Regions from separate parts of the Mus musculus genome. Here all the other regions are linked to region 3. A link is a contact called in public Hi-C and HiChIP or PLAC-seq data. All regions are on one chromosome and are shown on one strand. The core of a region is the stretch at or near the end of the contact, and the rest is flanking DNA. Distances in the headings are between cores, read along the strand shown.

What was found. Hi-C and Micro-C count contacts between places; a contact is called where the count stands out from the background. HiChIP or PLAC-seq counts read pairs in DNA pulled down with a chosen protein or histone mark.
Region 1: a contact with region 3 is called in an H3K4me3 HiChIP or PLAC-seq map of embryonic basal ganglia, with 5 times the contacts expected there. The contact joins two enhancer-like sites. A contact is called at or near these places in 1 of 484 Hi-C or Micro-C datasets (embryonic stem cells) and 2 of 115 datasets of contacts at active chromatin or transcription factors (embryonic basal ganglia and embryonic forebrain).
Region 2: a contact with region 3 is called in a Hi-C map of the N1E-115 cell line, with 14 times the contacts expected there. The contact joins two enhancer-like sites. A contact is called at or near these places in 12 of 484 Hi-C or Micro-C datasets (the AML12 cell line, the HPC-7 cell line, the N1E-115 cell line and 7 more) and 2 of 115 datasets of contacts at active chromatin or transcription factors (SST interneurons and embryonic basal ganglia).

Annotation. Positions count from the first base shown.
Region 1 is chr2:22,644,682-22,647,866 of GRCm38.p6, forward strand. All of the region lies in intron 7 of Gad2 (glutamic acid decarboxylase 2), which reads left to right. Among named protein-coding and RNA genes, the nearest start is that of Mir3967, 8.0 kb to the right of the region's middle. Within about 2 kb of position 1,685, at least 10 of the 459 cell types and tissues checked have an H3K27ac peak or open chromatin away from gene starts, as enhancers often do. A contact at or near this core is called in embryonic basal ganglia and embryonic forebrain, where this site is marked.
Region 2 is chr2:22,719,927-22,723,147 of GRCm38.p6, forward strand. No RefSeq gene overlaps it. Among named protein-coding and RNA genes, the nearest start is that of Apbb1ip, 53 kb to the right of the region's middle. Within about 2 kb of position 1,790, at least 80 of the 459 cell types and tissues checked have an H3K27ac peak or open chromatin away from gene starts, as enhancers often do. A contact at or near this core is called in the N1E-115 cell line and neural stem cells, where this site is marked.
Region 3 is chr2:22,027,552-22,030,656 of GRCm38.p6, forward strand. No RefSeq gene overlaps it. Among named protein-coding and RNA genes, the nearest start is that of Gm39767, 65 kb to the left of the region's middle. Within about 2 kb of position 1,695, at least 34 of the 459 cell types and tissues checked have an H3K27ac peak or open chromatin away from gene starts, as enhancers often do. A contact at or near this core is called in the N1E-115 cell line, embryonic basal ganglia, embryonic forebrain and 1 more, where this site is marked.

The DNA of each region.
Region 1 (3,185 bases), core at 435-2,934, 620 kb after region 3:
GTCCTGTTACTGTGTCACTGTGGCTCAGAAACTGATGCCTGTCATTTTGTCTTGAAGTATTTTCTTCTAGCAGTTTTCAACATTTCTATATGAAAAATACAGAAATGAAACTTTCTATCAAACTGAAATTTTGGTTTAGTTTGAAATAAAACCAAATGGGTTCAATATCTGTTACTCATGAATAGCAATATGACTTAATCTTAAATGAGCACTGACCTCTGTCAAAGTTTCAATATATTTTCTAAATCAGGAAAGTGGAATGTGCCCATTGATGAGCAATAGAATATTATGCTAATCTTCATTATTGAGAAACAAATTTTATTCCTTGAAACTTCCAAATTTGTTCATAATTTTGCCTTCTGAAGCCACCCAGAATAATGTATCCTTTCCAGCCCCATATTGGGATAACAATTCCTACATGACCACTGCCTGCTACTGTGCTGTTGACAAGCATCTGCTAAGTTCTCCCTAGACAATTTTCCACCCAGAATCCTCAGCATCTAGGAAGGAACTTGTCTTTTAAATGCTATTCTCCTCTGGTTTATACACAAATGGTTCCACTATGAGATACAAACATTAAAAGCAATTGTCTTATATTGTCTCATACATAGAAAGGCATCCCATTCAACTGATCTCTGCTCTTTTTTCTTGTTAAATGTCTTTGTGACCCTCAACTTCCTTCCTCCCCATGGATGCCTTACTATTGTAGGTACTGCTTAGCTATATGCCTCTGTTCCTTTTTCCTGAAAATACAAATACTGCCTGGTGCCTAATTTTCTTCTCTCATGCCTTATATCTACTTTGTTCCTATGTTTAAACTCTCTATTGAGGCATGTAGGGTTCCTTAAATCTGTGGCATTCTTACAGCAATCAATTATCCTTTGTAATTACTCCTCAATTACACATCCCTGTTCTTTCTCGTTAAAGACCAGACAAGAATGTGCCTATCATGGGCAGGTGCAGCAGATCTCTTACTTAGCTGCAATTTGCCAGTCTGCAGATCAGGACTTCTCAGCACATTTACTGAGGGACACAATTTGAGGTATTTGTGCTTTTTCAGCAAAGACAGCTGGTCTCTCTGCTCTAAGCCCTTCTAGCAATAAAGGACTGAACACTGCTTTCCTCTGAACTTCTACTCCGGGTTTCCTAGTATCTGCCAAATACAAAGAACATTGGTTTGTGATTGAAAAGGTGGAAAGGGGACAGGTGTCATACATCTTTAAAATCCCTGGCCTCACTGAGTTTTTTTCTCCTAGCTCCCAGGTAGCTTAGAGTCAGGTATCTACTTAGTCATTCTGAGGTTGTAAAATGAATCTAATGGCCCTTTCTGGTTACTTCTAGCTACATTGAGGTTTTAGAACTTAGCCCTTCGGTGTGTCCCCTTTATTGGTTGATATTATTTGTTGCTGTTACAAACATGATTTTCTGCTGTATTAGACAGTTTCCCTAAAAATATGTTACAAGTTCATGTACTGCATACTTAAATTTTCAGATGAATGGTGAGTGGGCATTTGAGAAAAGCATGCCTCTTTAGAAGCATAATTTAAAATTCTACTCAGCAGCCCTTTGGAGATGGAAATTGAGGGAGCTGCTCTCCTTTTGGACAGCTTAATGATCTGTAGTTAATAGTAAGAGACTGATGGGCAGATGCAATACAGCTGGGCTTAGGTTAGTCTTTCTCAGCTCTCCAAATGTCACAGTGATTACAGCAATCAAAACCCGGAATTCAGACTGGAAGTAAAAGCACAAAGAGTGTGCAGTGGGCTGTCAATATGACCCACCTGCTTGGCCCCTGTATGACCAGTTCCACCTCCTAGAACTCCAGAGGAAGAAAGCTGGACTTAGAATCAACTTCCCTTCATATGTGATGCATACAATGTCACTAAATTTATGAGAAACTAAGTATAGTTTCTTGAAACTATACAGGGGAACATAAGTGGAGAAAGGAGGCATCTCAAGGTGTGTGTGTGTGTGTGTGTGTGTGTGTGTGTGTGTGTGTGTGTGTGTGTGTGTTGGGGGGTAATAGAATTCATGTGATGTGAAAGGAGATCATTGGAAAAGGAAGGGAAACAACCAGAGGGGAACAGAAGGCAGGAGAGAGGACTAGAAGAGATGGATCAAGGAAAACAAAATACCCATGAGAATGTCATAGTGAAACTTATTAGTTTCTATGCTAATAAAAAAAATCAGAAGAAAACAAGGAAGGGAGGAAGGAAGGAAGGAAGGAAGGAAGGAAGGAAGGAAGGAAGGAAGGAAGGGAGAGAGGGAGGGAGGAAGGAAGGAGGAAGGAAGGAAGGAAGGAAGGAAGGAAGGAAGGAAGGAAAGAAGGAAGAAAGGAAAGAAGGAAGGAAGGAAAGAAGGAAGGAAGGAGTAAAGGCAAGCAACCTTTCAGGAGCAAATTGTAAGTTTGAGAATATTGTGGTACACTGTTACTGGAGTCAGTTGCTGAGTGTTTGTGAAAAGCTAGTTTAGGGCTGGGGTATTAACTAGCTCAGTGGGTAAAACATACTGAGTTCTGAACTCCAGAACTCACATAAAAAGCATATGCTCACAGTGTCTCTAGTCTCTGTCCCTCCTGAGAAATGGAAAATGTAAACATGAGAGAAGTATCCAAGGCTAGGGGACAAAGATTAGCTTGGCTTATAGGTAGAAAGTGAAGACCGATATCCACAGTTGTCCTCTAACCTCCACATGCGTGCTGAAGTATGCACATACCATTATTCTCTCTCTCTCTCTCTCTCTCTCTCTCTCTCTCTCTCTCTCTCTCTCTCTCAAGCACACACTCATACATGCAGCACACACACAGAGAAAGAGAGACTGGTTCAGAATTACTTTGTGCTGGAACCTCACATCCACCAACAATTCTCAATATGTTTTTATAGTTCCTCAAGAAACTCATGTGAATTCAATGAAAATAACAATAATAACTAAACCAACTCCATTCAAAAATAACCAAAGTACTTTAATAAACATTTCACAGAAGAAAATGTATAGAGGGTCAAGAAGCACATGAAGAGAGTCTAGGCCAGTCAGTAGAGAGCACACATCAAAAGCACGAAGTGTTACCATCATGTCTACTAGAAGACTGTCCTCAAGAGCCAGAAAAATACAAGCCAACTTCAGGAGGCTAAGACAATAGAATCACTTGAACTCAAAGAATCAAGCATAGCCCGGGCAACACAGAA
Region 2 (3,221 bases), core at 540-3,039, 690 kb after region 3:
GGGCCTCTCCTCCCATTGATGGCTGACTAGGCCATCCTCTACTACATATGCAGCTACAGACATGAGCTCTGGGGGTGCTGGTTAGTTCTTATTTTTGTTCCTTCTATAGGTTGCAGACACATTCAGTTCCTTGGGTACTTTCTCTAGCTCCTACATTGGAATAGATGACTGTGAACATCCACTTCTGTGTTTGCCAGGCACTGGCATAGACTTACAAGGGTCCTGTCAGCAAAATCTTACTGGCATATGCAATAGTGTCTCGGTTTGGTGGTTGTTTATGGGATGGATCCCCAAGTGGGGCTGTCTCTGGTTGGTCCTTCCTCCCATCTCAGCTCCAAACTTTGTCTCTGTAACACCTTCCATGAGTATTTTGCTCCCCATTCTAAGAAGGAACAAAGTATCCACACTTTGGCCTTCTTTCTTCTTGAGTTTTATGTGTTTTGCAAATTGTATCTTGGGTATTCTAAGTTTCTGGGCTAATATCTGCTTATCACTGAGTGCATGTCATGTGTGTTCTTTTGTGATTGGGTTACCTCACTCAGGATGATATCCTCCAGATCCATCCATTTGCCTAAGAATTTCATAAATTCATTATTTTTAATAGCTGAGCAGTACTCCATTGTGTAAATGTACCACATTTTCTGTATCCATTCCTCTGTTGAGGGACATCTAGGTTTTTTTCAGCTTCTGGCTATTATAAATAAGGCTGCTATGAACATAGTGGAACATGTGTCCTTTTTACAAGTTGGAACATTTTCTGGGTATATGCCCAGGAGTGGTATTGCTGGATCTTCTGGTAGTACTTTGTCCAGTTTTCTGAGGAACCGCCAAAGTGATTTCCAGAGTGGTTGTACCAGCTTGCAATCCCACCAGCAATGGCAGAGTGTTCCTCTTTCTCCACATCCTCCCCATCGTCTGCTATCACCTGGATTTTTTATCTTAGCCATTCTGACTGGTGTGAGGTAGAATCTCAGGGTTGTTTTGACTTGCATTTCCCCGATGATTAAGGATGTTGAACATCTAAAATATGAATTTTAAGGAAATGTTTCTACCTAGAGTTTCAAGCATTTTAAGTACAATTTAATTATGCCCTCATGACAGCAATATGTTTTGCATTGAGGCTTCATTTGGAATACATTTCCTCAGAACTGAAAGAAAAGGGATGAGCTGCATTTGGCCAGGCAGCTCTTCCCTGTGAGGTCCCTTCCCTTAGTGTACAATGTAACTGTGGGTGGAAAGCTCATGAAGTATTTAGTCTATAACCAATAGATATTTGACAGAAACATAGCAAACCAACATTGAGTTGAATGCTTAAAGATGTATGTTTCTTTCTCAATCCTTTCTACCTTATAATCATATCACAAAACTATAGTTCTCTAAACACTGACTCCTTGAGATGAAACCACCTGATGCCCTTTTATATTGCCACTGTTGTAGCTCATTTTAGCATTTAGTCAATATTTGGAAACTGTTACCAATGCTACTACGCTCTGGTAACTGGTGTTCACTGACACCCCTATAGTTTCAGCTCATTACCCCTGCAGGGTCTGACCATTCCAGTGTCTTCCTAGAGCAGTTTATCTCCTCAGCCACCATTTATTTCAGGCAGTGTTTATACTCAAATTCTTTCTCTCTAGTGTTCACTTCTCTGTCTTGGGGATCATCCTACCTGAGGAAAATTATATTCTGTCAGTCTTTTTCTTATCTTCTGGTCCTCCCATGTGGAAGGAAATATGGAGAGCAGCCCCACCACGTTTGTGTGAGGCTCTGAGGCTCTAACCCACACTTCCTGTGAGCTCTCCTCGGCATTAGCAAAGTTCTAGCTTGTGCACATCTTTCACCTCTATTACTAAGGACACACAGAAAAACATTTGGTATTCGTGCCATTTTTCTTACTTTTCGTCTTTAATTCTCTATCGTGATTCTTAGAAATGGAAGTGCTTTTCTTTTTCCGTTTTATCTATTCTTCTTACGTAATTATAGTCCTCCATTTCCTTTCACAAACACAGGGTGGATCTGAGCACATTTAAATCAAAAGAAAGTGTGTCTGAGTCACAGGCATACTGAAATGGCCTGACTGCTTGCTCTGTGCGCTATGTTTGAAATGCCATACTTCCCCCCAGTGGTCAAGTGTGAAATAACAACCTTTGCTGTATAATGCATTGGAAGTCTCTAAAGAGAGACCATTGTTGGAGATGTAGTCTCAGCTGCAATAGAAACCCAAGACTGGAGGATCATTGAGAGAAGCTGAGGCTTGGCACCATGTGACAATGTCAAAGTCCCTGAAGAGGCCAGACCAGTCCATTTTTGAAGATGCTGGCTCATCATTGTAGATGTCTGAACCAACTTGAGACAACCTCTGTGCACAGCAGCAGGTGTGGAGTGAAACCAAGCCCACCAAACAAGCTGTTTGTACTTCATATGCCAGAGCCAAAGAAGTGGAATTGCCAAAGCTCTTCAGAACATAGAAGTTCATGAGTGTCCCAGATGCTGGAAATGGAGCTCCAGGCTTGACTGGTAGGATAGATAATGTTGGTTGTATGTTGATTTGATTGGAACTGTGCTCTAACACTTCACTCCGGAAATCATGTGACATATCTTGGAATTTACAGGAGCCCATCGTTAAGAGACTGTATTTTTAAAGAGAATTTGAACTTCTAAAATGTTGTAAATTTTCAAACAATGGGGGGGGGTAAAGTTATTGTATGTTTTACTTGTGATACTAACATGAGATCTTGGAGATAGACAAGAAAGAAAAGATTATGGTTTAATAGTGATGTATTTGTGTGTCAAGTTGACAATGGTCAATTTGTGTTGGTTAATTTTTTTTCAGTTTGACAGAAACCTAACATACCTGGAAAGAAATTTCAATTAAAGAATTTATGTTGGGCATATCTGTGGATCATTTTCTTGATTATTTATTATAATGGGATGGCCCAGCCCACCCATCCCTGGACAAGTGGCTGTGTATAAAAGCAGCTGAACACACCAGTAAGCAGCATCCCTTCACAGTCCCTACCTCAGGTCCTGCCTCCTGGTAGCTGCCTGAGTTCCTGCCCTGACTTGCCTGTGATGCATCCTGATACAGGAGTTAGACAATGACACAGACTCTATCTTCCCCAGTTGTTTTTAGTCATGGTGTTTTAGCACAGAAGCATACTGCAAACTTGATCAAGTAGAATTCTACTACCATACAGCAAACAGTACAAATTAGGAAATGT
Region 3 (3,105 bases), core at 445-2,944:
ATGTGTTTGTTTGGCTTGGAAGTAGGAATGGAGACAGATCTTAGGATGACACTAGAGATCTGATTGGTGAAATGTCCTGCTTGTATGGAATGCTGTCTTCGCATGACATATAATTGCCCTTTTGGACTCTTAGCTAGCTCTGTATATAGTTACTGACAGGCAGATTGGGCCCATTTACTTTCCCTCATGGAGTATGGACTGACTTGTGAGGCTCTGATTCTCCCAGAGGATTTATAGGCAATTAATGTTTGCTGAGTGAAAGTAAGAGCCTTTTTCTTTAGTGCTATAACCACTCTGGAATTGTTCATTCTCCTGTAAGTGACAGGGTCAGCAAGCTTGACTAGAATGGGTTTGTTTGTTTGATTGTTTTTAATGGTCTATAATTGATGTCCTGTCTGGGCATCTATCTGCCCAGGAAAAGTTTGCACAAAATTAGTCAAAAGCATGAGAAGGAAGATGTTGAGTTTTATATTCTGCATAATAGATAATGAGTACATGGGCCATATAGGATGCCAGCTCAGCTCATTTGGAAGTAAAACAGGTGCCCTAGAAATAGGGCTATGTCTGGTCACAGGGACTGGATGGGACATGGATGGATAACAAAAGAATTATAGGGCCATATATTTTCCAAGTTTATAATAAGGCTGCATATTCTTCTTAATTAACTAATCAATAAATGTGTGAATGTGTAGTGCAAGCACAAACTCATGTGTGTATACATATGTAGCATGTGCCTTAGAGGTCAGAGACAGAAGCCCTCTAATACTAAAAGAGTATCCTTCTCTACCATGTTTAACCTTCTTTTCTTGAGACAGTTTCTCTTTGAGCTGGTAGCTAGTAAGCCCTTGTGATTTTCCTGTCTTTAACCAACAGTCCTGGGGTTACAGGTGTTATTTGGTCAGAGCATATTTTTACCCCCATGCTGAGGATTTGAACTCAGGTACCTATGCTTGCACAGCTGCCACACACATATATCTTCCATGTAGAGTGGAATATTCCAGGAGCTGATTGCTTATATTATTGCTAACTGAGAAAAATAAATGGTCAGAACAGCCAGATATGTGTGTAGTTGATTTCTCTGGGTTAAGAAGAATTTAGAACTTTCTTCTTTCCCTATGAATACACAGATCTGTTTTCCTGATGTCTGCACTCACTGCATTTCCTCCTACAGAAGGGGGCAGTTTTGTACAACACAGGATACTTGTCATGCCTATACTGGTTACTATAAATAATCTGACTCTGTCTTAACTCTTGGGGTTTCTGATATTTGCATAGTTCAGTACAGGGAGCACTTTGAACTATGATGGTAACTTCCCCAGTTATAAGCAAATCTTTTACATTTTAAAATCTTCATTTTGGGGGTTCCTCAGCTTTGTTCTGGGCGACAAAAAAATCTCTCCTTTCTTATCTTTTCCCTTTGGCTTGATATTTTAATTTTTTGAAGCCTTGTGTATCTTTCTTGAGAAGAAAAACACATATTATCCCTCTTTGGGTAAAGAACAGATTTTGAATTCTGATGCTGCTGCAGAAGTATTTTTCACAAGCTTAGTAAGGGGTTGTTTGGCTTTGCTGTGCAATAGGAATCTTCAGTGGAGAGTGCTGTGAACAATGAAAACAACCAGCTATAGCCTAATAAAGCAGAAAACACTGGCCCACTCATCAGGGCCTCCACCAGCCATTTCTGAGGATGTCGGGTATGCTTTGTTAGATTCACAGCCAGAGACACACTAAGCTTGGATTCTGTTTGAATGCAGAGGGGCTGTGTCCAGGAGGCTTCCTGAGAGAGGGTGTATCTTGCTTTTTGTTTTCACAAAATAAAAATAACAGAAATGTTTCAGCCACATTCAGAGGCTGGAGAGAACCGTCCGTTCATGAATGCTAAGAGGAAATTAATATTCTGCACACGGACGGCAAGCAGTTTATTCTGAAGTTCATTCTGAGGAGGTAATGACGAGGAAAATGACAAAGAAAACTGTTACTGACCATTACTGAGCAATCACCCTGTCATATTACAGAGATAATTTAGATAAATGTGGGGTTTCGCAGTCTCCCAGGGAGACAGGCTGCTGATGTCTTTGATAATGGCAACCTACTTAAAAGCTTCTTCTGACAAATGCATCACTTTATCATGCAGATGTGAAACAGACATGCCCATGCCTGCTTGTTGGACGTAGTAACAGCATCCATGAACTTTTCCACCCATGTTGTTCAAGAAGACTGTCAATCCTTGCTCCCAAGGACACATGATGCAACGGCCTATGAAGGCTTTGCATCTACTGTGAAAGCAGTGTTTGGAAACATAAGGTAGTTAATAAATGACTGCCACACATACCATATTTTTGTCCAATTGACTTCTATTATTTTAGCAGCTTGCTAATTATACGCTGTGGAAATTTGGAGGCCGGTAACAGACTCTCTGTTCCATCTGGTCAACTCAGCTTTCCCAGAGCAGACTTGTCTCCAGCCTAACATCGGTAGGACTTTGGCGACCATATGATAAGGACAACTGTCACATGAGAATGAGTATGCTAGGTGAAAAGTGTTCCAACAAAGAAGACAAAAGTTCCTTGAGGTGTTGACATTTTTTCTCTCTCTTTTATGTTTGTGGTACTGGGAATCAAATCCAGGGTTTCCTACACACTAGAAAGTACTCTACCATTGACTTCAAACCTAGTTCCTATTTTACCTTGGAAGTCATGGAGTGCTCTCTGGCATCATCTATGCCATTTAATTTCAAGAGAAAAGTGCTCATTTAGAGCATGGATAATGGATGCATAAGTTCTGAGAATATTTTATCTTGAAGAAACATAGGTCAAAGATGATTCTGATCTATGTACATTTTTAAGCAGTCCCAAGAAATGACTCAGGTGTAGTAGTCACATGGAGTAAGGCTAGGGAAGAAAAAGAAGGGCCTATTCCTTCAAGCCAAATAGGAGACTCAAAGCTAGACAATTGCAGTGCTCTAATTAGGCAAATGGGCATAGAACTGAGTTCCATCATAGGGAACAGGGTATCAAATTTTAAGACTACTATGACAATGTCATGGATAATGAACATGAAATTCAAGTAGGATAATTATGATTACTAACAACAATTTTAAGGATT